Regions from separate parts of the Mus musculus genome. Here regions 1, 2, 3, 4 and 5 are each linked to region 6. Evidence: chromatin contacts called from public HiCAR-type, HiChIP or PLAC-seq and promoter capture Hi-C data. All regions are on one chromosome and are shown on one strand. The core of a region is the stretch at or near the end of the contact, and the rest is flanking DNA. Distances in the headings are between cores, read along the strand shown. Region 1 has its middle 22 kb from the start of Gm41484. Region 2 holds the start of Cct8 (chaperonin containing Tcp1, subunit 8 (theta)). Region 3 holds the start of Usp16 (ubiquitin specific peptidase 16). Region 4 holds the start of Ltn1 (listerin E3 ubiquitin protein ligase 1). Region 5 holds the start of N6amt1 (N-6 adenine-specific DNA methyltransferase 1 (putative)). Region 6 holds the start of App (amyloid beta (A4) precursor protein).

Region 1 (4,606 bases), core at 1,017-3,516, 2.1 Mb after region 6:
TTAATCCCTTCAAATTTGAGTATTTCCCATTGGAAGAGATCCTCTTGTCTCCTACTTGTTTATAATAACTGAAACAGGAATCCAATGAATTCAAAATTCTTCTCTACAAAACATATGAACTAAAGGCTTTCTTATCCTAAGTGGAAATGCCCTTGCATGTACTAAAGTTATTTTGCTCAAGCACTAGCTGCCTGGTTCCAGGAATGAAAATTTAAAGCTTTCTAACTCTTATGATCTTCTATTTACAGTTATTTCTAAACAAGCTTCCCTTGACCAATGGTTTCACTTAGTGAGTTGCTTATAAATGTCACAATCTCTGCTTTTGGGCTAACGGGTTGCTTTATTATTAGATTTGTATTTTTCAGAGTCATACCCCAAGCACCCTGAGCACATTGCAATGCCATTTCTAAAGCCATAGTAAGCATGTCTCTCATTGAATTTGTCCTTATGGGGGTGGTTTGTATTTATATCCCTAGAACAGAGCTTTGTGATACAGGAAACCTCAGGTGAGGACTGAGCTCCTTCCTCCCCACCCCCACCCCACCCCCCGCACATCTGGACTCACTCACAGTCCACTATGCTCATGGTCAGTAGTGAAAATATCTCTCTGGTAGGCTTTTTCCTATTATCTCACCGCCCAAGTCATTTAGACCCTTTAAACCCCTGTATTCCTCTTGCCCTTGTATTTTCAATTTATTCCATTCTACATGTTTTCAGTCTTAGAGTTAATTGAGTATCTGAAGACACTGAAACCTTTCCAGAAGCAAGACTAAACCCTTAGGAAGCCTGTTGTTAATGGTACGTAGATCTGCCTCTCCACCCAACAAATCTCCCTTCACTTACTCGAACCATGACTCAGGATGGAGAAATAAGACAAACAAACCAAAAACCCAGCCCCAACTGTCTACGATTTATAGAGCACTTACTACATACCAGACATTGTGGACCTACTTCAGGAGCCATGTCGGTAACTCCTCGCAAATAGCGCTATTATTCCACTTTACAGGTATAGATATCGAGACTCGAGTACCACACAGCCTGTAAGTGGCATCCAGGTTTGAATTCCAGATGCAGCTCACTGCTATGTCTACCATCACAATGCTCTGCAAACAGGCAGCATGGCAGCTAAGCACCATAGTGAAATACTGAGACTCAGAATCTCTGGAGTTTTATGATTTCAGGAGAGACGACATGATTGCAGTACAGTATCTGATATTGTCCTGTTAATCTAAAGCAGATATTCTCAACCAAGGGCAACTTTTCCTCTAAGAGATACTTGACGGTATCTGGAGATAGGTTTACAACTGGAGGCGTCTACTGCCTTCTACTGGGGAGAAGCAGAGATGCTTTTCAGCATTCTGCAATAGAGAAGGTCCTTCAACAGAACTGCCAAGCCCAGACATTCCACATGCTAAGACCCACAGTTTGGTCTGGTTGTTTTCTAATGCCCACTGGATCTTTACGGGCTGTAATTATCTATATCTGTTTTAATACTCTTTTTTATGACACCTTTTTTGAGTGATACCATGAGTCCTTTTAGGAGACAAGAGTGCAATGAAAGAGAGAAAGTGACTTTCAAAGAATCTCTTGAGCAAGTGAGCACCTTCTTTGGCACAGAATGTTCCAAGAACTCTATTTTGAGAACAGTGACCCAACAGCCAACTGTCTGGCACTCACTCATCCATCACTATCAGAGTTGGTACTTCCTGGAATCCTGCCTGTCCCCAGAAAGTGCTCGGGGGTAGGAAGAGTGGTTACCAGGGAACATGCCGTTGCAGTGAGAAAGCAAAAGAAAATCGCAACAAACCCACAACCCAATGCCAGCCCTAAGAGTTTCTCACAGTCCATAAGTCAAAGAAAGCTCAGTTGTTTCCAAACTACTCATGAGACATGTTCTCTGTGGTTTTCAGGCACAGAGGAGAAACTACACAGAAAATGCACAGTTCTGTGGTTTGAAAATCAAAACTCTATTAGTCAAAAGATAAGTGCTACGAGTTTCAGAAATAAACATATGTCCCAACTGCCTATACTGAACAAGTTCTAAAGTTAAAGGGCATAGAACTTGGCAGAGAGTATCGTTGTTTACATTACAGAACCAACACACAAACTTTGTAGAAATTCTTATCAATCCAAGAAAACATCATATTGCCTTTACTGTATTCATCTATGTCCAAAGCAATTCGTTAGGTGTTGTTTGGCTGGTGTCTGGTTTGAGCAGTTCATCACTCCATCTTACCACCATTAATCATCACATCTGTTTCTTTCAAAAGCATTCCAGACTTTATTATCCAATTCTCAGTAAAGTTTATTTATCCCTCTTGAATGTTCTTAACTGTTCCATGTCAAAGAAAAACACAGAGTGATTTATCGTTACTGTGTCGTCGTTTTCAGATTGTGATGCTTGGATAAATTTTATTCATATGTTTGTTCCATCCTCAGATGTCTTGATCTTCCCAAACTCCCAAAATCCTTATCTTTCAAAGCTTAACCTAGAGTCAATTTCCTCGTCACTGCAATGATGGATGCAAAGCAAGGATCACCTCCAGCAAAATCATAATCACAGCACCCAGCACAACACTGTAAGGACCCGGGCCCTTTCTCTGTGGCTGATACCTGCTGCTCAGGCTGAAATGTATGGCTAGAATTCTGCTTGCAACTCTCAAGAATGATGCAAAGCTTTCCAAAGCTGTGAGGTTATACAAGAGGACAATAGGTGGATTTTAAAAGTAGCCTGTAGGTAAATATCAAGAAATGTGAGATTATGGGAGGGATGGGGTAGGGGCTCAAGGAAAAAGAATCATGTATGTCTCAGAAAAATCAAACTGCCAAAGTATTAAAGAACACCTCTGGGAGAAGGGTGCTTCTGGAAACAAGTCAACACAAGATTTGTAAAAGTGAGGGATTTCAAACAAACTTTCAATAGCCTAGCTAAGAGATTCATTTGAGTCATCCAAGTTAAGTAGGATATTGTGGAACATCACTGAGGTTCTAAAGGAAATTCCCCTAACATAAATAACATTCTGGCTGATGAATCCCTTGCCAACCTTCATTCAAAAATAAATAAGTAAGCTGTTCATTTGAAAAGCCTTGGAATGTGGCTCCACGGTGGAACGCTTGCAGTCTTAGTTAGGGTTTCTATTGCTGTCATAAAACACCATGACCAAAAACAATTTGGGAGGAAAGATTTTATTTCCTTTAACAACCTGTATCCCATTATCAGGCAGGCATGGTACTGGAGGAGGTGAGAGGTCTACATCTTTGTATGCAGGCCTCTAAGAGAAGACTGACTTCCAGGCAGCTAAACCTAGGGTATTAAACCCTTGTCCACAGTGAAACACCTACTCCAACAAGGCCAGACTTCCTAATAGTGCCACTCCCTGGGCCAAGCATATTCAAACCATCATGTTCCACTCCCTGGCCCCCATAGACTTTTCAAAAATATGAGTCTATTGGGACTATACCTAAACATACCATAATGCAAAATACATTTAGTCCAACTTCCAAAATCCCCATAGTCTATAGCAGTCTCAATAATATTAAAAGTCCAAAGTTCAAGCTCTCTTCTGAGATTCATCCAATCATGTAACTGCAATCCCCAAAGCAAGACAGGAAACCAGCTGGACAAACTCCAAACTCAGCATCTCCTTGTCTGATGTCAAAGTTGTCTTCAGATCACCAACTCCTTTTCCATCTTTGTTGACTATAACAAACTTCTTTCTCCTGAGCTGGTTCCACTCCCTGTTAGCAGCTTTCCTTAGCAGATAGACCAAGGCTCTGGCATCTCAAACATCTTGGAGTCTCCAAAGCAACTTCTTTCAATGTCTGGGATCCACACATGATCTTCTGGGCACCACCAAAGGGCTGGTGTCACTTTTCCAGCTCTGCCTTCTGTGGCACTCTAGGCTCTGGTTGACTCCACTCCACTGCTGCTGCTATTCTTGGTGATTATCCCATGGTACTAGCATCTACAATACACTAGATTCTTCTGCTGCAACTAGACTTCACTAAAAGTCTCTCATAGGCTCTCTTCATGGTGCCAAGCCTGAAATCTTTTGCATGACCCCTTCAGTCTTGGGCCATCGACTGCAACTGAGTCCGCACATTCACCAATGGCCTTCCATGATCTCCCACAGTGCTGAGCCTCAGCTATAACCTTGGCTACCTCTGGAACACAGCTTCTTTGTGCTATCAGAAAACACTTCACAGAAGATTTCACCTCAGTGACGCTGGTCTCTTCTTCATCACCACTAAGTTCGTAGATCCAGCTAACCAGCATCAATTGTTCCAGTACTCTCCTTCTCCTTTGACTATAAATCCAAATGATCAAAGATGCTAAGTTCTGTTGCTTCCTGGGGCTAGAACATGGACTCCTTGTTATATTATATTATAACCAGCTTCCTGTTTTCCAACTCCTTCACTGACTAAGCTTAACTGTCCTAAAACTTGCTCTGTAGATTGACTTTGAATTCATACCTGTCTCCTACATGCTGGAATTAAAGGTATGTACCGCTACGTCTGGATCTAAAACTTGCCTTGTCCCAGGCTGGCCTTGAACTCAGATCTGCATGCCCAGTCTCCTGCAATTAAAGACCTGCACTACTACACC
Region 2 (4,188 bases), core at 1,338-3,837, 2.3 Mb after region 6:
ACCCCCTCCTCCAATACTAAACCACAGGTTTAATGGAGCGAGAGATGGGCATCACAGCCCTCTTATCCTGCTCCAAGTATCTATTCCACACCCTCTTGGACAACAAAACTTCAGGGAAAAAAGGAAAATGCCAAAAGGTTATGTAAAATAAAGTATCAATATTTACCAGTTTATACTGCTGGAGAATTCACATTAGAATCAATCTATAGAATAATAAATCTCATCATCATCAGAGAAATACTCCTCAACCCACCCACCCACAGACAATTTAAGAGTTTGAGTAGCCAAAATGGAAAACCTAGAAAGGTCACTTATAAATCTTCACAATAAAGTGGAGGAAGAAACAGCCTTTCGTCCTCTAGATTGAATACAGTTTCACCTATGTCAGAGTCATGGGTTTTTGATGGTTTTGAAACAAAACTTACTTCTAGCTCTCTTAAAATAGTCGCTGCATCGTTTGTCACAAACAACTTCTCCAGGCGATTGATGACCATTTTATTCATTCCTTAAAAGTAGTTGCAAAGAAAAAAAAAAAGGTTCCATTATTATTCAAATATTCTGCAAACAACCCAGGAAAACTCCGGCAAGAAGCCGTACTGATGTTTAGCCCCAGAACACACCATCTGTTTAGATCAGCATCATAGCCCCATGGGCTTCCCTGACTAAACACCAACATGCTTAGCATGTAAGACGTGCTTAATAAACAGGAATTAACACTAAAATCAATATGCTTAGAAACACATTTGGTTTCTTCCGTAATCTCTTTGTGTGCATCTCTAATTCAACTGGTGGTTAAAGGGAAGGAAGAGCTTCCTGATGCCGTGCTGTTTTCTGCAGACTGCTGAGCCTTTCCACAATAGTACTGGCCACTAGTGAGGATGCTGGACTTCCCTAGGACCTAACAGGGTAACAGCATCGTTTCCAATTTCTCTTTTCCCAGAAAGCTGCATTCCTGACTGAAAGTGAGAGGCACATCAATGCCACCGACCATAAAACACGTGAGGCCCGCTCTCTACGCTAACAGTCACACCACACAGCCTGAACTTGGTCATTACCATTTGGTCCGTACGCTGTGCGAGTAGTCTGAGCAAGCTCCTTGCAGGCCTGTATATTTCTATACACAGCCTCTTCTAATCCCGAGAAATGCTGAAAAAGAAAATGTCTGCTTAGGCATGATAACCAAGTTAAGAGTTTTCTACCGCAGGATACCTCTGTTGAGTATGCTTCTAAGAAACAGCCAGGATCACACAGGCAGTCATCAGACAGCCTCAGTTTCCCCCACTGGGCCTGGCTCTCTTTCCTATCTGTAAACTAATGGGATAATCAATAGCTCCTACTTGGCAGATTATTACTCACCTAGCTAAATAACAACTATTCTTCCTTCTGCCTTTTCCAGGGATTGAACACAAGAAAGCAATCTACCATTAAACTACAATCCCAGCCTACTAGTACTAGCTTTTAACCTAAATTTGGGGGATGGGGGTACTTTAAAAAAACTTGTCTTCACTATAGCCTCCATCAGTACCGATTTACACAAAGTATCTCTGTGCTGAAATGCTAGCCTGTGACAGAAATCCTTTAAATGTATCATGTCCTCAGCCAGAGTGATGGAGGAAAAGATGGAAACTGGAAGCTGTTGCTACCCCTCAAAAGGTTAACAGTGTCATTTGCAGAACTTACTAACTTACATTAAGCCCTGACATCCATTCAGTATGCCAGTTATCACTACAAAGGGGACACCACCTCTCTGTACTGCTAAGAATCCGCTATTTCTACAACTTGTAAAAATATGAAAGACAAAACAAACGTTATCTGGCAGCTTGGGGAACTCAGGACAAATCGCTCCATAAGCAATGTGACCGCTTTAAAAAAAAAAAAAAAATCACTCCTGAAACTACGGCCTATTCGATCTGGGGTGGGGCTTCATTTATCCTGTAGGCTACGACATCGGACAGTCAGAGTGAAAAGACAGTTAACAGCCTTCGGCCCGGTCTCAACTCAGAAAAGGTAAAGGAAACAGAACGTCCAGAGGAGAGTTTTCAGTAGAGCAGTGGGGATCGGACGTGTCTGGAAGGAAGCAACCAAGGGCAGGCCCAGGAGTGACCATGCCGGACTCGTGTCATCTCCATCCTACAATCCCCGGCCCTCCAACCACCCGTTACCAATTCCGTCCAAGTTCATTAACGCATCGCCAGCTCGCGTTAAGGGCGGCGCCCGTGGGCTCCATGCCGCAGACAGGGGCGTGGGGAGCTGGGATGCAAACCCGAAGCCGCCGGGGGAATAACAGAAATGCCCACCAGTTCCAGCGAGCCGGCATCCAGAGCACGCTTCCCTTTCTAGAACCTTCTCCATCCCGATCGCGGCGCGGCCGCCCGCCCGCAGGCCTGTCGCGGTCGCCACAGGCGCAGACCCACCCTCCCACCGTACAGTCCCTCCACGCCACCTACTTTGGCTCCATCCTTGAGCATCTGGGCAAAGCCCGGGGCCTTGGGGACGTGAAGCGCCATGGCTCGGCCGCAGTCCACCGCTCACGCGCTCGCTCCGAGACGCCGAGGAAGCAAGGGGCGCCGCGCACTGCCTGCTGGGAATGGGCCTCGGCGCCGCCTCGCGTCCCCCTACTTCCGGTCGCCCCGCCCCTTCAACCTGCAGCGTCTCTGAAATATCGCGAGAACCAGAGGTTCCAGCAGACAGACCTGATCTGCCGATTCCCGATCAAAGCGGACGATCAGGCCGAACCCAGAGCGTGCATGCTCCCTTCGTGTCCCTTGTCCTAAGTTAATGAGTAAACTTTGGTTAGGACGTTTGGCTTGTGATATTTCGGTGGCGGACACCCAACGTCTTATCCTTCACTTAAACTTAATCCTGCAGACCCAGCACCGGGGCAGGTTAGCCTTTTCTTCTCCAAGCTCACCCGCCCTCGCCCCTATAAACTACCAATGGACATCCTCTGTGTTGGTCACTGGGAAGCACTGAAGGCTCGAAGGTGATCTTTGAAATAGCATGGAGGATTGCAACGCGTGGACTGCACGTGCGTAGCAGAGCTAAGCGGTTTGCTTAAGTGCAGTTATCTTTGTTATTGGTCAAATTTAAGAATGAATATTAATCTCCATTTTATGGAAGGGAAGTTGATAACCACAATTCAGTGGTACGCAGAGGTCACCAGGCCAATAGATATTACAGCGACGATTTCTACCCTAGATGGGCAGATTACAAAGTGGGAATAGTTAACCACTTTATCTATATCTATATATCTATATAGATATTCTCTACTCCCCCAGAATCTTTTTCACAAACATTTCTATGTAAATAGAATAACTTCATAGAGAAAGTAAAACACTCTTACAATAAAAAAATACAAAAAAATGGAAGCATCTCCTGCCCTTGCAGAAAAATATGAAACGCTTTGGTGAGTCGTTGGACATAGAGAAATTAAGATTTTCTTTACATTGGGACAGACTCATAATTGCAACCGTACTATCAACTGCAATTTTTTTTTCTATTAAACATTTTAAATATGTAACCATGGGACTGAAGGAGCTGAAGGGGTTTGGAGCCCCATGGAGGGAGCAACAGTGTCAACAGGCCAGTTCCCCTAGAGCTCCCAGGGACAGGACAACCAACCAAAGACTAAACATGGAGCAACCCATGGCACTGGCCACATATGTGGCAGAGGATGGCCTTGTTGTACATCAGTGGGAAGAGAGGCCCTCAGGCCTTAGGGTGTTCAATGCACCATTTGTAGGGAAATGCCAGGGTGGGAGGATGGGAGTGGGTGGGTGGGGGAGCACCCTCATGGAGGCAGGAGGAGTGGGGATGGGATAGGGGGTTTCCGAAGGGGAGACCTGAAAAGTGGAAAACATTTGAAATGTAAATAAAGAAAATATCCAAGAAAAAGAAAAGAAAAGAAAAAGGAAAAAAAAATGTAACCATGAAAATACTTTCTTGTCACCGAACACAAGGTAAGTGAGCCAATTATATTGGAAGACAGAGCAAACGTTCAGTGGTTCTCAAAGATTGGTTTTGACACCTCCGAGGCTCTCCAACGCCCTTTCAGGGCCCATGACTACGCAAGTGTTTTCATAGTAATACAGAGCTGTCTCCTCTTCCTGTGGGGAGCTGTGAAGGCCTGCTGGGTGTTCAGTATGTCACAGTATGAATGTGAAAAGCACAAGGAGCCACTTACACTCT
Region 3 (4,818 bases), core at 1,110-3,609, 2.3 Mb after region 6:
GGCAAATGGATGGAACTAGAAAATATCATCCTGAGTGAAGTAACCCAGTCACAAAGAACACACATGGCATGTACTCACTGATAAGCGGATGTTAGCCCAAAAGCTCACAATGCTCATGAGTCAGCCCCACTTAGACTTCTAAGCTCTAAGTGGAGCTTAGAAGGAAGGAAGACCAGGGTGTGGATACTTCAGTCCTGCATTGAGGGGGATGGGGACAGGAAATAGAGGGAGAGGGGAAACTGGGAGGGAAAGAGGAGGGGGAGGAAATAAGGGGGAACAGTGTCAGAAACTGGAGGAGATATAAGAGAGTTACAGAGGGTCAGGAAATCAAATAAAAATATGTAGCAGGGTGGATGGGGAACTGGGGATAGCCACTGGAGGGTCCCAGGCACCAGGGACCTCCCAGGACTCAATGGGAATGACTTTAGCCAAAATTCGTAGAGAAGGTGGAGATAGAACCTGTTGAGACCACCTCCAGTGGGTAAGCATGAACCCTGGTCCACGGATGGGGCCACCCACTCATCTCAAAAATTTTAATTCAGAAATGTTCCTGTCCAAAGGAAGAACAGGGACAAAAATGGAACAGAAACTGAAGGAAGGGCAAACCAGGGACTGCCCCACCTGGGGATCCATCATGTCCTCAGACACCAAACCCAACACTTGAGGTGGTCAAGAGGCTCTTGTTGACAGGAACCTAGTATGGTGGTTCCTTGGGAGATCCCGCCAGCAGCTGACAAATGCAGATGTGAATGCTTGGAGCCAACCATCACACGGAGCTGAGGGAACCTAGTGGTGGTAAGGGGCTGGCAGAAGGGCTGGAGCAGCAGGGGATTGCAAACATAGGCTGGCCTGACTACCCAGTTTTCCCAGAGTCTAGACCACCAACTAAGGAGAGTACCTGGAGGGATCCATGGCTCCAAACATATAGGTAGCAGAGGATGCCCTTGCCTGACAGCAATGGGAGGGGAAGCCCTTTGTCCCAGGGAGGTTTGAGCCCCAGCATACAAGGATGCCAGAGAGGTGGGGCTGGAGAGTGTGGGTGGGTGGGGGAGCACCCTCATATAGGCAGAGTGGAGTGGGGAGGGCACATGTGGGATGAGAAGTTGGTGGAGGGGTAACTGGGAACTGGGATATCATTTGAGATATAAACCAATAGAGTGATTAATTAAAAAAAATTATACTGGCCAATTTTCCAGTTTTATGCTACTATTTCAACATAGTTTTATCTGACAACTAGTAAGTTTGAATATTTCATTTGCAATCTTTTAGAAGGCCATATATCTAGAAATGAGCTCAAGCTGGACTATGGAAGGATTTCGGGTGGTTAGATAAAAAGCCAACATTCCTCGGGATCTTTGAGGTTTGAGGAACCTTGAGGGTTTGTTTTCTCCCCAAAAGGACTCATGTCCCTTGCCTCTGACAGAAGGGACATGATTCTCCATTAATATACACTCGCGGTTGCCTATGATAGGTCTAGATAAGTCTAGAACTGGCCTCTAGGCTCCCTCAGTCCCGGTTCACAAGTACACATCTCAAAGCCTTCACCCTAGCCCGCAGGACCTTCTCTCATCTGGGTCCTGATTCCCGTTCTCTTTGCCCCTTCCTTGCCCCCGACTCTTCTGGCTACTTTTTTTTTTTTTCAATCGTGCTATGTCCATCCACTCTTCTTTCCCACTCTCTTGCTTCCCTAGCCCTGGCCTTCCTCTCTCTGCACTGGACTCTTCCCGATGCCTTTGAGTAGTTTTTCTCTTATTCACAATAAAAACCTTCCCCCTAACTGAGCGGCAGTTTCAAGTGGTTTCTTTATGGCATCCCCTCGCACACACCATCAACTGTTCTTTTACCGTGTTGCTTACTTCTGCCTATTTTGCTACTAACACGCACAGGTAGTTTTCTGTGATTACTGTCTCCGCTGAGGTCCGCTTAACGGGTGCTACAAAAGACTCGGCACAGAGTGTGTAGTTACTGTTTCTCGTCAACCAACCGCAACTCAAATCTTCAGGACTTTACACTGTAACATTCCCCTTTAATTCCTGTCAGTTTGGACAAGGTCAGCAAGGTGAAGGCTGGGGTTGGAAGAAAGAACACTCACATTTATAAGCGAGTGGGACAGGATTAGGGGAAAGGAGAGACGTGTGTAATTACGTCGCTCTCTTGGCCATCCTGCAGAAATAACGTATTTAAGAGAGGTAGCCATGAAGGACTTTCCAAGCCAAGGGCCAGGACCCGTCATCCACTCCCTAGGAGGATTTAAATTACTCCACAGTTAACACTGCAGTGAACACGTGGCGGGCCTCCCACGCACCCACCCCAAGGGAGGCCGAGCCATTTCCCACAATGCCGCGTTCCGGAAGTTGCCTCTCCGGGAGGGTGGCTGGTTCCACCGCGTCGCTCTCTCTGCGTCACCTGGAGGAAGCGGAGCTGGCGGCCGGCTCCGGGCCCGTCGCGGGAGGCAGTTATGGGCGCCGTCGCCCCGGGTGAGTACCGGCCACCCCCGCCGCCGCCACACTCCCGCCCTGCCTCGGCCTCATCCTCATCTACTGCGGGTGCTGTCGGCTCCAGGGCCGGCCCGGTGGGCGCCGAGCAGTCGGTAGGGCCGGCGGGCGACGGGAAGGGTGGCTGGGCGGGCGGCTGGCGTGCGAGCTCCGGGGAGCGCCCGGTGACACCGTGTGCGTTGTAAGCGCGGCTGGCGCTGCCACCTCCGGGTGACAGCCTACGTCGAAACTGGAGAGCCACGTTGTAGAGAGACCTGCTGACAGGGGCTTTCCGACATTGCCTTGGTGGTGATGATGGCTTAGCGAAGGCAGAGGAGGACCGGGAGGGCAGAAAAGGAAAGCAGCCGGCTGGATAGGAGGCTGACAGCAGGAGTTGTGATTTCAGCCAAGGGAGGGAGCCGCGAGCGAGTAGTTGGACCAAGGTGGCAATTCTCGTCTGAAAACTCCCCTGGACGCTGCGGGACCGAGCATTACTGTTTTATAGACGCCGTTCCCACGGCGCAGCAGTGACCTTCACAGCTGTCAGAAGTTTACTGTAGCTCCTTCAGTAGCATCGACTGACACTTCAGTCATGGGTTTGGTTGCCCTAATTAAAAGTTTGTCTTTCAAGTTTCCCTCTGCTGTCTCAAGGGAAGCTGCAGTCCTTAAACCAGATCTTCTAGCTCTGTCTCCACAACTGAAGGCTTATGATTTAATTAATGTCCGCATGTCCGCCTTTTTCTTTTACACCTGAAGTTGTGCCTTCTCAGGTAATATTCTCTCTCATCTCATCTCATCTCATCTCTCTGTCCCTCTGTCCGTCCGTCCGTCCGTCCGTCCATCTGACCACCTCGCTGTAGCTGGCCTGGAGCTTTGTAACTGCCTACTTTTGCGGTGCTGGGATTAAAGGTGTGCGCCATTAGCGGAGGAAGTTTTTCTTGAGGACCTACTATGTACTCACAGTATGCTATAGGCAAGATAGAAATTCTGCCCAGAACCAGTTCTTTCTCCTAAGGCTTCGGATTTCAGAGGAGGGTGGGGGTAGGGTGGGAGGGGGAGGGGGAGAGGGAGGAAAGGAGAGAGAAATTGTTCAGATTATAGATTTGAAAAGCAGTTTACTGTGGTAGAGAAACAGATACAGGATAGTACATATCTTTTTCCTCTCTGTCCCTCTCTGTGTGTTTGCTTTGTTCTTCGAGACAAGGTCTTCTTGTACAGCTTTGGCTGTCTTGGAACTCGCTCCATAGACCAGGCTGGCCTTCAACGCGGCTAATGCAGGTTTTCTTAAATCTTCATTAAAACCTGGTGGTGATGTTGGCACACGCCTTTAATCCCAGCATTGTGGGAGGCAGAGGTAGTTGGATCTCTGGAGGGTTAGGTCAGCCGGGACTAGAGTGGTTTTGTTTTTAAATTTCTTTCTTTAGTGAGTATCTTCATTTAAAAGATGATCGTGAAAATCAAACATGATGGTTTTGGAACTGTCTCGTTAATTGTTTTTGTTGATGAGTTATGAGTCAGGATTGCTAGTACGTTGGGGCCAGGTTGAAGGGGACAAGTTCTAGAGTATAAACTTGGATGTTTTGGCTGTTTAATAGGTTCATTAGAGTGATATACAAATGACGCTATCTGAAGATGAATCTTGCACTAATGTGGCACAGTTTAGAGGAGGTTAGCTTGGAGAGAAGAAGTTGGATACTCTTTTTTTTTTTTCCCCCTAAAAGAGGACCATTTTATCCAGCCCTCTGTACTCTGTGCTCCTCTTTGTTCATTGCAAGGTCTTGGCTACCCCAGGCTGGCCGCAAGCTCAGTGTATAGTAGTTGAGGATGGCCTTGAGTTCTGGATTCCCTCCGCTGAAGCTTCTGAGCGTAGGGCTGTGGGGTCCGCTCTACCTGGCTCTGTGTGTGCTGAGGAGTGAGCCAGGGCTTTGTGCACAGCAGGCAAGCACTCTACATACTGAGCTATCTGAAGATGAATCTTGCACTAATGTGGCACAGTTTAGAGGAGGTTAGCTTGGAGAGAAGAAGATGGATACTCTTCCCCCCCCCCCAAAAGAGGACCATTTTATACAGCCCTCACCATTTTTTTTTTGTTTTTGTTTTTGTTTTGTTTTGTTTTGTTTTTTTTCTATATCCCTGGCTGTCCTGGAACTCACTCTGTAGACCAGGCTGGCTTCGAACTCAGAAATCCACCTGCTTCTGCCTCCCCAGTGCTGGGATTAAAGGAGTGCGCCACCACGCCCGGCTACCATTTTTTCTTTTTTAAACAATGTTTTAAATGATCCTTGGTAAAGGAAGGGTTCCACACTGGCTTAGTACAGTGTTTCCCTAGCATTTCATCCAGTAT
Region 4 (4,612 bases), core at 2,083-4,582, 2.3 Mb after region 6:
TTCCATAATTTAGGACTAGTACCTGACTATACATTTATTATCTATCTTTTAGCCCCCTTTAAGTTCATTATAAGTTTAAAGCAATAATTTTTGTCATAAGTTAGCACAGTTTTGTCAAGAGACCAATCATCTGCCTTGTGTCTTATTATTTTGAAGTCTGGTATAGATAAACGAATCCCTGCATCTCAGAGCACACCCATCAGTCATGCCAAATGGTGGGACATCTCCAGGAAACTCACTTGCTTGCCACAGCCTGTCCTACATGGGTTCTGACACATTCTCCCACTATTCAATATCCTAGATCCTGCTCAAAATTTCCTATGTATAATATATGCTCTCTCATAATTTAGCCTTCACATAATCTTTTCTCTCCATCTGAGGGCCCTTCCTTCCTTCTCAATGCCTGACAAACTTCTATCCTTCAAGACAGTAGTGTTTGCAATGCGCTTCTCCCTCAGACCAATCAGCACTCTCTTCTGTTCTTTCAGTCTTTCCACTCATACATTCATACCTATTTCCTAATTGTTTCATACGCCATAATATTTTCTTAGAAATCTGTGCCTATCATTAAACAGATACTTCAAGAATAGCAAGCAGAAGCTAGCTGTGTGGTGGTACAAAACTGTAATCCCACAATCCCAGCACTGGGAGGGTTGGTGTGAGAATCAGGATGTCAGAGTCAGGCTCAGCTACATAATTAGATCAAGTCCAGCCTGAATGATACATATGAGACCCAGTTTCAAAACAAAGGAAAGAGCAGTTAGCCATGTTAGTGGTACAGCCCTGTAACCTCAGCACTAAGGAGCCTGGAACAAGAAGATCACAAGTGTGAGGCCAGCCTAGGCTACACAAGAAGTCGCAGACCAGGCTATCCCACATTGTAAAATCCCATCTCAAAACAAAAAGTCAAAACAACAAAAAAGACATGTATCTACTAAAATCTACAAATATATATGGCTCCCAGCACTATTTTCTATTGAACAAATGCTACTTTTAAGTTCAAGTCCAGGCCCAGCAAGATGGTTCCGAGGATAAATCGCTTGCTATGCAAGCTGTCAGACAATCTGGACTTCCATCCCGGAAACCCACAAAAAGGGAAAGGAGAATGGACTCCTGAAAGGCGTCCTCTCAGCGCGCCCCCTATGACGTAACATTTTAAAAACTAAACTTCAAGCCCCAACTCTGAAGCTTCCAGGCTACACAAATTTAAGCAAGTAAACTTCTCTAAACTTCAGTTAGATCACCCTTCAAATGAGGTAAGAGCAATCATTTCACTCTTTGTCATTTGCGATACCAACAGTAACTCTGAAGTACTGCAGGAAGAATTTAATCCCAGCAGGGTGTGAAAATCTTTAGGGGTAAGTATGTCTAACCACAGACTGCAACACCACATATTTCTTATTATCCAATGGAAAAAGATAACTTTACAATGCTCAACACTAAGCAAATGCCACTGAGAAAGGAAAAAATAAAACAAAAACAAAACAAAACAAAAAAGAATAATAAAGGGGGGGAAGGCACCCTGGTCTACAGAGCTGGCTAGTTCCAGAACAGAGAAACACTGTCTTAAAGGGGAAAAAAAAGTATTGTACACTTCTGGAATGATATACTGAAAATGTTATCATACAAAGCATGGTCAAAAATGGCTTAGCTGGAATCAATAGAAGGAAACAATTAGATGAGACTAAACAAAGCCAACCAATGGCCAACTCTTCCTGGTCATTATGACATAAAAAACACGCTCATTTAGGATGTATGAAATGGAAAACTGTCTAAATCAAAAGACTTCAAAGTATAAGTTGTTTTTATGTGTCTTTTAATGTATTCCCTGCCAAAGGGAACAAGTGATACTTGACTGAGTCATAAATGCTTTGAAAATGTTATTATCTAAAAACAACTTTAAGTCAGTCCTGGTGGTGCATGCCTTTAATCCCAGCACTGTAGAGACAGAGGCAGGCACATCTGTGAACGACTTCCAGGACAGGTGAGCTACAAAGAGAAACTGCCTTGATAAACCAAAATCAAAATAAAATAAAAACAGAATTAAATCTATAAAAGTTAGTAGAAATACAAATTGTAAGTCTACATGTTATATTTGTGTACTCCACCATGGTTAAAGTTTCACATGTTATATGAAGAATGACACTGTTTTTAGAATACATAAGGTAGAGAACTTGGGTGTTAAATACTGAGATCAACTCTCCTAAGGGTCAGCAAAATTTATAAATTAAGAGATGAGGGACTGGAAGGATGGCTCAGTGGTTAAGAGCACTGACTGTTCTTCCAAAGGTCCAGAGTTCAAATCTCAGCAACCACATGATGGCTCACAACCATCTGTAACAAAATTTAACTCCCTCTTCCGGGGTGTCTGAAGACAGCTACAGTGTACTCACATATAATAAATAAATAAATCTAAAAAAAAAATGGTGGAACAGGTCTATAAAAGCGAACTGTGTGTGTGTGTGTGTGTGTGTGTGTGTGTGTGTATGTGTGTGTGATCCATCAGGATAAAGGCTGCAGAGAAACACCTGCCTTTAAGATACTTTCAAAGCGCCAGGTGGTGGTGGCACACGCTTTTAATCCCAGCACTTGGGAGGCAGAGGCAGGAGAATTTCTGAGTTCCAGGCCAGCCTGGTCTACAGAATGAGTTCCAGGACAGCCAGGGCTATACAGGATGCATTAAGGTATCTAGAGCCACCTAACATATGGCCATCCGAAGCCTGCCAGGCCAGCCAAGTTCGTGGCAAGTTCAGGGTGGCCAGAGTGAAGCAGGAAAAGCGAGGTAAGCTTGAGACCAGAGACCCAACGGGTGACACCGACCTGACACCGGGCATACCACCGACGGGCTCGGGCCTTGGCAAGGAGGGACTGAGCGAGTGAAGCCCACGCTTGCTTCTTCCCTCCCACAGCTCCTACACAAGCTCGGCCACCCACGAGGGCCGCCCGGGTGCTCACTGTCACCGTTTCCCGATGACACCTCCCTCCCTGGGCGCGCTCCGTTTCCCAGATCCGGCGTGAAACGTCGTTTGGGTCCCAACTCCTCGACTTGTCCACCCGCGGGGACGCACACACCGGGAGGTCACACTCTTCCCTCACGGCCCTCTGGACACCCGGGCCGCAGGCCGCGGGGCTACCATCACCACAGGACTCACCCTGAGGTTCCCCTTAGTCCGCTGCTTGTTCTTCCCGCCCATGGTGGCGGTGGCAGCCCGGCTCTCAGTCTGCAGAGCCGAAGTTGACACGGGCGGGCCACAACTTCCGGTCCCTCGCGCCGGAAGGGGATTCACTGTAGCCACTTCCCCCTCGCCCTCCCAGCCTTTCGGCTTCCTACTTCCGCTCCCGCCTCCCTGTCAGGACTCTGACCATCCGCTGCCTGAAACGTAACAAAGAAGGCCACGCCTGCCTGAGTGGCGTCACTGCTGACCAATAAGAAACCAGCGTTGAGCCCGTGGCGCCAAACCTGTCCGAGATATTTGTAGTGGAGAGATTTCCTTCCTAGTGTGTAGGAATTTGCTCTTCCAGAGGTCCTGAGTTCGATTCCCAGCAACCACATGGTAGCTCACAACCATCTGCAATGGGATCTGACGCCCTTTTCTGGTGTGTCTGAAGAAAGCTACAGTGTACTCATATAAATAAAATAAATCTTTAAAAATAAAATGAAATAATAAAAGCAGAGGAGTTGGGGCGACTAACTTGGTAGAGTGCTTTCCTGGCATTCCTGAAGGCTGAGTTTGATTCCCTACATTGAGCAAACCAGGTCTGCTGGCACACCCTCCCAATACCAGCACTGAAGACACAGAGAAGAGGAGAATCACAAATTTAAGGTCAGCTTTGCACACTTAAAGTTCAAGGGCAGCCTGGGATATATGAAAATCTATCTCGAAATAGGAAATAAAAAGAAAAAAGAATCATCAGGTCACATAGGCATGAGACACTGTCTTAAAGAAACAACAAGAAACCATTTGAGCTCTACTCATGCCCCAGTCTTCAGCGATGCAAGGCCAGATAGGGGCCAAATCTAAACACATGCAATTTGAAATGAACCACAAACACCAATGAGGAAGGCTTTATACTGTTTGTACTTTAAAAGACAGGGTAGTTTCAAACTTCTGACTACTGATAACAAGCACAGATTGTTTAAAATTTCATTTTATTTCAAAGGTCTGGAGACAGGCTGGGATTAACATTGGGTCCGCATGTGGCAAGGTGTCTTGTACAATGACATCTCTGAGATAGCTTGGCCCTTTCTCTTGCCATCACTTCAGGGGCCATGGCAGAAAGAGAAGAGAGGCAAATTCATCCCCAGAAATCCTGCACTGTAACCTACAGCCCAATGCAGCTGCAAGAGAGGCCAGGAGGGTGAACAGGCAGCTTTTCCAGGTTCCTAGTGAAGGCAGAAGAGTGTGGGAAATCCCTAGCAAGTCGAACCATCAAAATTACCTTCACATATAATTTGTCTTTCAAGTTTCATGAGACAGAGCCTCGTGTAGCCCAGCTGGCCTTCAACTTCCCATCCTCCTGCCTCTACTTCCCAAGTGCTGGGATTATAAGCATGTGCCTTCAGATCCAGCTCACGTCAAGAAATTTCCACCAAGCTGTAGAGATGGCTCAG
Region 5 (4,421 bases), core at 1,131-3,630, 2.2 Mb after region 6:
CTGAGCCCCGCCCCCAACTCTCAGACTAGAAGGATGAGTACAAGCACTGGGCCAGGGAATAGGAAACTATACTGAGTAGCTTGAAAGGCAGGTCAAGACTCCCTCTCCCAAAATCCTAAAAGCTGTGCAGGGATGTAGCTCAGTGCTACCGTGCTTACCTAGCATGCACAAGGTCCTGAGTTTGATCCCCAGCACCAAATCAACAGGGTATGGTGGGATAAACCTAGAGTCCCAATGTAGAGCAGGGGAAGGCAGGAGAAGCAGAAGCTCAAGCTTCTAAGCAACACAGCAAGCTCGAGGCCAGTCTGGGCTACTGAGACCCTCTCTCAAAAATAATAAGTAAAAAATAAATAAAAATAGGGGCCAGGCTGGGCTACTGAGACCCTCTCTCAAAAATAATAAGTAAAAAAATAAATAAATAAAAATAGGGGCCAGGCTGGGAATATAGTTTGGGGGTAAAATGTGTACATATCATGTCTGAAAACCTAGGCTCAATGCCCAGGATCAAAAACAAACAAACAAACAAACAAACAAAAGAGTGCAGCCATTCATGGTGGCTCATGCCCTTAATCACAGCACTTGGGAGGCAGAAGGTAGAAGCTAGGGGGGTCTCTGTGATTTAGTCAGACCAGCCAAGGCTATACAATGATACCCTGTCATCCCTCCCCTGCAAAAAAAAAAAAAAAAAAAAGGGGGGGACAATTAAGCATGAAAGTACATACAAGTCACAAAGGAAGAAATTCCCTAGATGGACATATGAACCCAGGCTTAACCTCAATCAGCAATCGGACCAAATCAATCTAAAACAAATCTCTAATATTAGATCAACTCATAAATCTGCCACCAAAAGATGTTAGGAGTATACACAAGTATGGTTAGTTTGGAGAGTGATGGGGCACTATCCAGAGAAACTGAACCGTATGTCCACTAACAGATCTCCCACCAGGAACTGTGTGTACAGCAGTGGGAGAACACTAAGGATGTCAGTCTCAAGAATTGCAACAGACAAACCTGGAGCAAAGTCAACCTTCACATACATAAAAACAAATCCTCTGGGAAACAACTGAGAAAGAACGGCTATTTCATTTCATTGCTTGTATGCCAAAGACATTTTAAGGATGCATGTGAAAATAACAAATTCTCGCGGCACATGACACTCTAAAAAAATATTTCCGTATTATATTTAGATGTTTGTGCATGTGTGCACATGTATGCTGCCATACCCTTGGAGGTCTGAGAACTCTAAGAATAGGTTTTCTCCTTCCACTGTGTGAGTCTCAGGGACCTGCTCCATGTGCTCAGGTTTGGCAGCACCTACCTGCCTTTTACCAGCAGAGCTTTCTTGCCATTTTCAAGTCTGTATTTGTGATGCCGCCAGAGAACAGAAGATTTAACTCCCAGGAACTGGAGTTACTCTGTTTGTGAACCACCTGCTGTGGGTACTGGGGACCAAATTCTAGTCCTCAATAATAGCCTTATTCCAGAACCATCTCTCCAGCCCCTTACATTTTTTTAAAGACTATGATTTTCTGTATGTTATTTTTTTGCCTGTATGTATGGGCACAACAGTGACACTGACGCAGGAAGAGCAACAACCTGGAGCTGGGGTTATAGGGAGTTGTGAGCCACCAAACAAAGGTGCAGGAAACCAAACTTTTGTCTTCTTCAAGTGCAGTACAAGGTCTCAACCCCTGAGCACTTCCCCAGCCCTCCAAACCATTGTCTCTGTTTTGTTTCATTGTTTTTCGGAGACTGGATTTCTTTATGTAGCCCTGGCTGTCCTGGAACTCTCTTTGTAGAACAAGCAGAGATCTGCCTGCCTCGGTCTCCAGAGTGCTGGGATTAAAGGCAAGAGCCACCACAGCCCAGCCCAAACTATAATTTCAATGAATGAAAGTGTTATCCATGTATAATATTGTCAAATACAAAATAAAAATTAAAAGTCATAAAAGCTGGGCATGGTGCCACAGCTTTTATAGTCCCAGCACTCAGGAGACAGAGGCAGGTGGAGGATCACTATGAGTTCCTGGCCAGACTGGCCTACATAGTAAATTCCAAGACAGTGAGAATCTGTATAACAAAATTAAGCAAATAAAAGTAGTCATAATCTTATAGATGGGTATTTACATTTCAGTTGCTTAAAAAACAATAAATTTTGTAAACACTATTTTTGCAAGTGCTTACAAGTTTAAAAGGGAAGAAACTTTCCAAATGTCATTAGAATAAAGCAGTCACCTTAGTACAAAATAACTGACGATGCTCAATATTAGGGTAGCCGATAAAAGTAAGCACAAGTTGAAAACGGATGTTAGAGGTTGCTTAAAAGTTCCAGAGAGCCCAACAAGCTCTTTCACCCCAAACGCCACCCAGTGTAAGACAAAAGCGCATGCGCAGCAAGCCTGACGCGTGCGTACTCAACGCCCGCCCATAGGAAGCGGAAGGGAAAAGATGGCGGCGCCGAGTGTCCCCACGCCGTTGTACGGGCACGTGGGTCGCGGAGCCTTCCGCGACGTGTACGAGCCAGCGGAGGACACGTTCCTGTTACTGGACGCGCTCGAGGCGGCGGCGGCCGAGCTAGCAGGGTGCGAGGAGGGTGCGCGCCTCAGGGGGAGAGAACGGGGTGGCCGGGAGGCGGAAGCCGGAACTTGCCGCCCTCCTCCGGAAGTGGTGGGCCGGCCTACTTTCTGGTGATTGACAGCAGAGAGGGGTAAAGGAGGCGTGTCCGGCGGGCTGGGGTTAGAGCATCGCTCAGATGTTCCTGCGGCTTCAAGGTCACCCTGCCCTGCCTTTTAGCTGTTAATCTGAAGAATGTAAACGCGCCTCTGAGGAGCAGCCGGAGTTTAGCAACCAGAAGCAAGATGTCCCAAAACTTTCCTAATTTTCTATTTTAATTTTTTTAAGTGAATATGTAAAACTCGCCTTAGTGCAAGAATAACATCCTCTAGCAAAGGAAGAACACATAAGGATCAGTGAACTATTAAATTCACTCAACCTAGTCAAGGAACAACCACTAGCCGTCTGAGCACTTAAAGTGTTATTGCAACTGGGATTTTTTTGTTTTGTTTTGTTTTTTAATTGAACTGTTAGAATTTTAGTTGCATGTGGTTAGAACTATTAGGGAAGGTTTAAATAGTCACGTGCCTCCGCCGGTAGGATTTTCACTAGCCTGATTTGTTGAAGGATTGGCCATAGCTTTAATTGACATAAATAGTAAATGCCCACATGTTAACTTTTCTGAGAAAAGAATTTGAGCTGAGAACGGGAAAGATGGCTCAGCTGGTAAAGGCACTCGCTGTCAAGCCTGCAGACCTGAGTTCCGGCCTCAGAAACTACTACAGGTTGTTCTTGGAGGTTCAGTTACAATGCTGAGGACCATTCTGCACACATACATATAATCACTCTAATAAAATAGTTTGCCGAAAGAATATGGGTCATTAACTTAATGGCCAAGATTCCTACTGGGTGTCTCCAGAACGAAATAGCCATCATGTTTATTTATATTGTCACTTTTTTTCTGCCTATAAAACCAGTCTTTCTTCATAGATGGTGGAGCATTTTGAGCTACTGGAATATCTCGTGGAGCACTGAATTGTAACTTGAATGCTCAAAACAGCTCAGAAAAATTTACAGCTACAAATTGCATTGCTTCGTATGCTGTAATAGAGCTGACCTTGTTACAAAGGCTAGGAATTCTAGTTATTTTTGAGACCGTAATGATTATTTCCATAAAGAAGGCACCTGGTAAGATTCACAGACTTTACTATGACCCACTAGTGGCTTGCGTGTCCTGTTATGTGGGTCACATAGATATGTGGCTGATTCTAAAGGTAAAAAGGAAATACTGTAACTTCTTCTTGAGTTGTTTGAACAGTTAAGTGACAGAAAAATCTTGTAAATGTCATCAGGCCAATCAGTCATGGAAATTAAGTAGTGCTTTTGACACACTGATAGTGATCAAAGGAAATACATTTATTGGAAAGTTATATAAGATTTTTAAATTTAGAAAGCTAAGATTATTGGCATTCTAAGATCAGACACTGAAGTACTTGCCCAACACAGTACTCTCGTAGGGAGAGAGGTCTTTGTTATTCATGTATCTAGGTAGATGGAAGGCTTTTAGCAAACCCTAGGATATGCTGCTGGGTTTATTTAAGTACTTCAATTTAAATACTGTACACACCTAAACTATTAGCATGCTTGAGCTATGAAATAATAAGCACTAAGTAGTTGCCAGAAATGGTAAATCCCTTTTATTCCCACATATTTGCAAGTGAGTGATGGTGCTGGGGAAATACATTATATGGCATGAGAGTTGTCTTCCATGAAGAATTATCTTCATAAGAAGGAACTAAATACTTTGTTTTTGTTGTTAGAGTGGAAATATGCCTTGAAGTAGGAGCAGGATCTGGTGTGGTGTCTGC
Region 6 (4,255 bases), core at 1,271-3,770:
CCCCATCATCAGCACCCTCCATCACACGGGTTCTTTTTGCAGAGCCACCTGCAGCAGACGGATTTTCTGTGATTTACAAAACGCAGCCAACTCATAATTCTGTGGCTTCAGTGGACGCAGAACTGCAAAGTGTGTCAAACCTCATCAGGATGAATTACCTATCCTTCCAGTGACTCACCAAAGGCACGAATGTAGTGCTCCCAGTAACCCTTTAAAGGTGATGATAACTGCAGGAGCATCTCCAAATGTTCGGCAGAAAAAGGATATGCAATCGCACAAGCCAAAACATAAATCCAGTTCATCTTGGCCTACACTGTGACTCTTTTTATACAAGTTAAAAAAAATGCTCAAGAAAAGTAAAATGCTCCAAAAATTAAAGTTATTCCTTTAATTACTTAGTCGTGTTTCTGCACAGCAAAACAATTAGAAAAACCGAATGACTATACAATTAAATTCTTAGGTCGTCAGAGAAATCAGAATTCCCTTGATTAAATGGCTTTGAAAAAAAAAAATGGAACACTAAATTCTTAAGACTCTTCGAAGACCTGTTTTAACCAGTCTGAGGTGACTTACAGATTCTGAAGCCACTTGTGGGTTAAAAAAAAAAAAAAAATTCAGAGGGGCTAAAAGTTCAATGACCTTGTAAATTAAGAGCTAAAAAAAATTAAATAAATAAAAACTCATACTAGTGTGATAGCCTAGCCAATCCCCACAAAATTGCAGGAAAACACTCGCCCGGAAATTGCTTTTTGGGAAAATTCCTATGAGGTAGAGGGGAAAGAGGAGGACGACGAGGAAGGGCTATTAGCAAATGCTTAGATGGTGAAGAGGGTACAAATGAAGAGAAATAAAACCAGCTGCCACGCAAACAACTTCCAGGCATCTCTGGATAAAAAGGAAAACAAGCCTTGTGCTGCATGCTGGAGAGTTGGATGAATGGGGAAGACTTGTTATACACCTAGTGGTGGGTGGATTTCACAGGCTGCAGCCTCCACACAGCTTTTCTTTGCTGCACTGCAGAGGCGCCATCTTCTCCGTCTTAATCTTCACCCTATTCAATCCTTTTATCTGCACCCCTTTTTTTTTTTTTTTAAAAAAAAAAGGAACCCTGAGGACCCTCCCCAGCATCCTGTGTCCCCCCCAGGGTGACTAAGCTAGAGTTCCCAAATCTGCCCCATAGGAGGCCGCACCTTAATCAGACAAACGCCTCCTTTGATGCCCTGGAGCCTCAGCCTCCCCACCACCAGGCACTGCCCTTCCCAGACGCACGCCTCACTCCCGGCTCGCTCTCTCTCTCTCTCTCTCTCTCTCTCTCTCTCTCTCTCTCTCTCTCTCTCTCTCTCTCTCTCTCAGGACTTTGCAGTCCCTCACAGGATTGCCAGTAGGTGGTGGTGATGCGGGGGTGGGAGACCGCGGGGCCCTAGCAGCACCTCTAGGCCCTCGGGGGCAGACGCGCAGCTCGGGGAAAGGAACGGCGGTGGCGCACCAACTACCAGGGCTCCGCCACCGCGCCCTGGACGGCGAGGGCGGGGTGTCGCGGCTTTTGTTCCCGGGGACCTTCTCAGACTCAGGGAGAAACTGGAGGTGCACTGAAGAGTCCTGGACGTCCAGGTTGAGGGACGGTGCCGGGTGGCCGCACTTTCCGATCCCTCCCATCACTTGGAACTTACACAAAAGGGAGACACGAAAATGCACAAAGTTTGCAAAAGGAAGGCGGCGGTGCGCGACCCCGCACCGACTCGGGAGAGGGTCGCTGCGCAGGCAGCCGCCGCCCGCGGCCGCCAGGAGCAAAGCCCAGCTTCGCAGTCAAGACAGGCGGGGGTGGGAAGGGAGTGTGAGCCAGGCGCTCCCCAGCATCCAGAGCTGCCCCCATTCCAACCCAGGACCCCAAGGAAGGGGAAGGGCGGCGATTTCCTCGCAGGGCACTGAATCCTGAGACGCTACGCTTTCGGTTTTCCACACGTGTCCCTTCCCCCTCGAACTGGGTGTCTCTCGCATCCCGGAGTCCAGCTCTCAACGCAGGGAGGAGTCAGGGTCTGCGTTCAGGCTCGTCCCCTCGCCTTCCAGCCCTAGGCTGGCACGGATATGGGGACCCCAGCGCCCTAACCCATTCCCTCTTCATCGCTCGGGCAGCGCGTCCCCGGGCAGGGTTGGGCCAGAGCCGCCGAAGCGCAGGGCGCCCGCAGGCGGGGGCGGCGAGGAGCGGTCTACCCGTGACAGCCCCCCACGTCTCGAGATTCAAGCTCCTCGGTGGGGAGGATCGCGTCCTCCCGGCGCCCGCCTCCCCAGTCTCGTTCCCAAGGCGCGGCACCCACCTCCAGAGCCCGAACCGTCCAGGCGGCCAGCAGGAGCAGTGCCAAGCTGGGCAGCATCGTGATCCTGCGTGGGCCACCGAGTGCTCCGTGTGCGAGTGGAAGATCCGCCGCGCCCTGGCTGTGTCCGCGCCGCCGCCGCCGTCTCCGGTGGCCCCGCGCTCGCTCTGCTCCCGGTGCTCTCGCCTCCCGCCGCCGAGGAAACTGACAGAGCTGGAGCGAGGCGGCGGGGCTCGCAGCCGGCAGAGTCAGCTGATCCCGCCCACCCGGCTCGCCACCCGACAGAGACCCCTAGCGGAGCCTCGGGGAGCTGCGCCCGAGCGCAGCGGGAGGCGACCCAGAGCCCACAGGTGCGGCGTCTTGGGCTAAGGGGAGCCGCGCTCCCGATGGGGTCTGGGAACCAAGTTGGGGAGTGATCTGGGTCAGGGAGAGGACCCCGCAATCGGGAGAAGGTGAACCGTAGGACGTTAAGGTTCCAGGGAAGTCGGGAGCGCTCTCGGCTCGTCCCCGCGCGAGCTTGAGTCACCCGACCCCGCAGGCCTCTCCCAAATGTGGTTGAGGAGCTAAGGCTGCGATGCGTGCATTTTTATCCGCAGTTCGTTCTCTCTATTTGGAGAGGTGGAGCGAGGCCGAGAACATTAGCAAAAGAAACAGGATTTTTTTTTTTTCTATTTTCTTTTTCTTTTGGTAGGAGGTCACCCTTCACGCCACTGCAATCTGGAATTTTTGTCTTTAGAATGTACCAGAGAAGGGCACAGGATGCAGAATGACCCATTTTTCTCCGTGTTTGGAGATGGGAAGTGGGTTTTTAAATGTATTATCATTGCATATTTGCTTGACGTGGATAATTTCAGAGAAGGGGACCGGCATCTGGGATTGAAGGAGGCAGGGAGGTAAAAATCTAAGATGGGGAAGAGATCAAAGTTAGGCCAGAAAAGATACCGAGTGATGGCTCTTTTTCCTCCACCTCCATCACCCAGGACTTCTTCCTGGAACTCTGCTCTCGATTTTTTTTTTTTTTTTTTTTTTTGGATCTGCCCTTATCCAGTGAAATGAACCTCCGTAAAACCATTTTCTCCTAGATTAAACACAAACTTCCCAGTGTTAAAATTACATTAGACCCATCCAGACATGCTCCCACTACCACCACCCTCCCGACCTAATGTGGCTTCAGACGCCAAGCTTTTGGCTCTCCCTAGGCTAGTGGAAGGAGATGAAGGTAATACCAAATGCATTCCTGGCTTCTGAGGCCACAGCCTTTTCCTTTACCTGATGTGTTTGCTGCTTAATTTTTTAATAACTTGACATGAGCTCTGGTCATCTGGGAAGGGGGAACCTAAATTGAGAGACATGCCTCCATTAGACTGACATGCAGGCAAACCTGTGGGGCATATTCTTTCTTATTAGTTGATGTGGGAGACCAGCCCTGAGCAGGTGGTCCTGGCTTGTGTAAGGAAGCAGGCTGAAGAAGCCAGGAGGGAAAAAAACAACAAGCAGTTTCTGCCACTGCCCAGTTCCTGCTTCAGGTTCCTGCCCTGTGTTCCTGCTCTGAGTTCCCTTCGCGTTAGACTGTGATCAGAACGCGTGAGGCTAATAAGCCCTGTCCTCGAGTTGCTTAGGATCGTGATTTTTTTATAACTCTGCAATAGAAAGCAACCTAGAAGGCCCGCTCTTTCTTTCCCACAGCAAGGAATCCAATCCCCTGTAAGTGTGGTGGGAGGATAGGTCTCCACCTCTTCCTTTCTGAGAAGTCAGCACTCATCTATCAACATGCCTACATACCACCTGCCCAACTCTACAGATACCTTTTTGTATTTGTCCTGAATGTCTGTCCTCTGAAGGTCCTCAACAAATAACAACAAATATTTGCTAAGTAACGTTTGCTTTGATTACATATGGCATTCATTTCCTACAGAAGCCAAGGAAAGGATAGGGAGGTAGCT

The links. Promoter capture Hi-C pulls out the DNA fragments that hold promoters and counts their contacts. HiCAR-type assays count read pairs that join an accessible place to other places. HiChIP or PLAC-seq counts read pairs in DNA pulled down with a chosen protein or histone mark.
Region 1: a contact with region 6 is called in a promoter capture Hi-C map of liver, with 4 times the contacts expected there. The contact joins the enhancer-like site here to the promoter of App in region 6. A contact is called at or near these places in 6 of 39 promoter capture datasets (the 3T3-L1 cell line, cranial neural crest, hippocampal neurons and 2 more), 1 of 484 Hi-C or Micro-C datasets (uterus) and 1 of 115 datasets of contacts at active chromatin or transcription factors (forebrain).
Region 2: a contact with region 6 is called in a promoter capture Hi-C map of liver, with 7 times the contacts expected there. The contact joins the promoter of Cct8 here to the promoter of App in region 6. A contact is called at or near these places in 3 of 39 promoter capture datasets (hippocampal neurons, liver and pre-B cells), 2 of 115 datasets of contacts at active chromatin or transcription factors (embryonic forebrain and extraembryonic endoderm stem cells) and 1 of 9 other capture datasets (adipose tissue).
Region 3: an H3K27ac HiChIP or PLAC-seq map of cardiomyocytes shows a contact between it and region 6, with 23 times the contacts expected there. The contact joins the promoter of Usp16 here to the promoter of App in region 6. A contact is called at or near these places in 4 of 39 promoter capture datasets (cranial neural crest, hippocampal neurons, liver and 1 more) and 1 of 115 datasets of contacts at active chromatin or transcription factors (cardiomyocytes).
Region 4: a promoter capture Hi-C map of liver shows a contact between it and region 6, with 5 times the contacts expected there. The contact joins the promoter of Ltn1 here to the promoter of App in region 6. A contact is called at or near these places in 5 of 39 promoter capture datasets (hematopoietic stem and progenitor cells, hippocampal neurons, liver and 2 more) and 2 of 9 other capture datasets (embryonic stem cells and pancreatic islet).
Region 5: a HiCAR-type map of astrocytes shows a contact between it and region 6, with 6 times the contacts expected there. The contact joins the promoter of N6amt1 here to the promoter of App in region 6. A contact is called at or near these places in 3 of 39 promoter capture datasets (cranial neural crest, hippocampal neurons and liver), 2 of 115 datasets of contacts at active chromatin or transcription factors (astrocytes and embryonic forebrain) and 2 of 9 other capture datasets (embryonic stem cells and liver).

Annotation. Positions count from the first base shown.
Region 1 is chr16:87,266,400-87,271,005 of GRCm38.p6, forward strand. No RefSeq gene overlaps it. Among named protein-coding and RNA genes, the nearest start is that of Gm41484, 22 kb to the left of the region's middle. Within about 2 kb of position 2,267, at least 25 of the 459 cell types and tissues checked have an H3K27ac peak or open chromatin away from gene starts, as enhancers often do.
Region 2 is chr16:87,493,282-87,497,469 of GRCm38.p6, forward strand. Cct8 (chaperonin containing Tcp1, subunit 8 (theta)) reads right to left here and starts at 2,588. Exons shown (of 15, transcript NM_009840.3): 1 at 2,448-2,588; 2 at 1,056-1,146; 3 at 426-505. The coding sequence starts at 2,507. It overlaps B130034C11Rik (RIKEN cDNA B130034C11 gene), which reads left to right and starts at 2,792. Exons shown (of 3, transcript NR_040375.1): 1 at 2,792-3,028.
Region 3 is chr16:87,452,626-87,457,443 of GRCm38.p6, forward strand. It overlaps Usp16 (ubiquitin specific peptidase 16), which reads left to right and starts at 2,360. Exons shown (of 18, transcript NM_024258.2): 1 at 2,360-2,477.
Region 4 is chr16:87,429,274-87,433,885 of GRCm38.p6, forward strand. It overlaps Ltn1 (listerin E3 ubiquitin protein ligase 1), which reads right to left and starts at 3,333. Exons shown (of 30, transcript NM_001081068.1): 1 at 3,153-3,333. The coding sequence starts at 3,194. It overlaps Rwdd2b (RWD domain containing 2B), which reads right to left. Exons shown (of 5, transcript NM_016924.2): 5 at 4,058-4,612.
Region 5 is chr16:87,351,805-87,356,225 of GRCm38.p6, forward strand. N6amt1 (N-6 adenine-specific DNA methyltransferase 1 (putative)) reads left to right here and starts at 2,381. Exons shown (of 6, transcript NM_026366.2): 1 at 2,381-2,582; 2 at 4,374-4,421. The coding sequence starts at 2,449.
Region 6 is chr16:85,171,187-85,175,441 of GRCm38.p6, forward strand. App (amyloid beta (A4) precursor protein) reads right to left here and starts at 2,521. Exons shown (of 18, transcript NM_001198823.1): 1 at 2,316-2,521. The coding sequence starts at 2,372.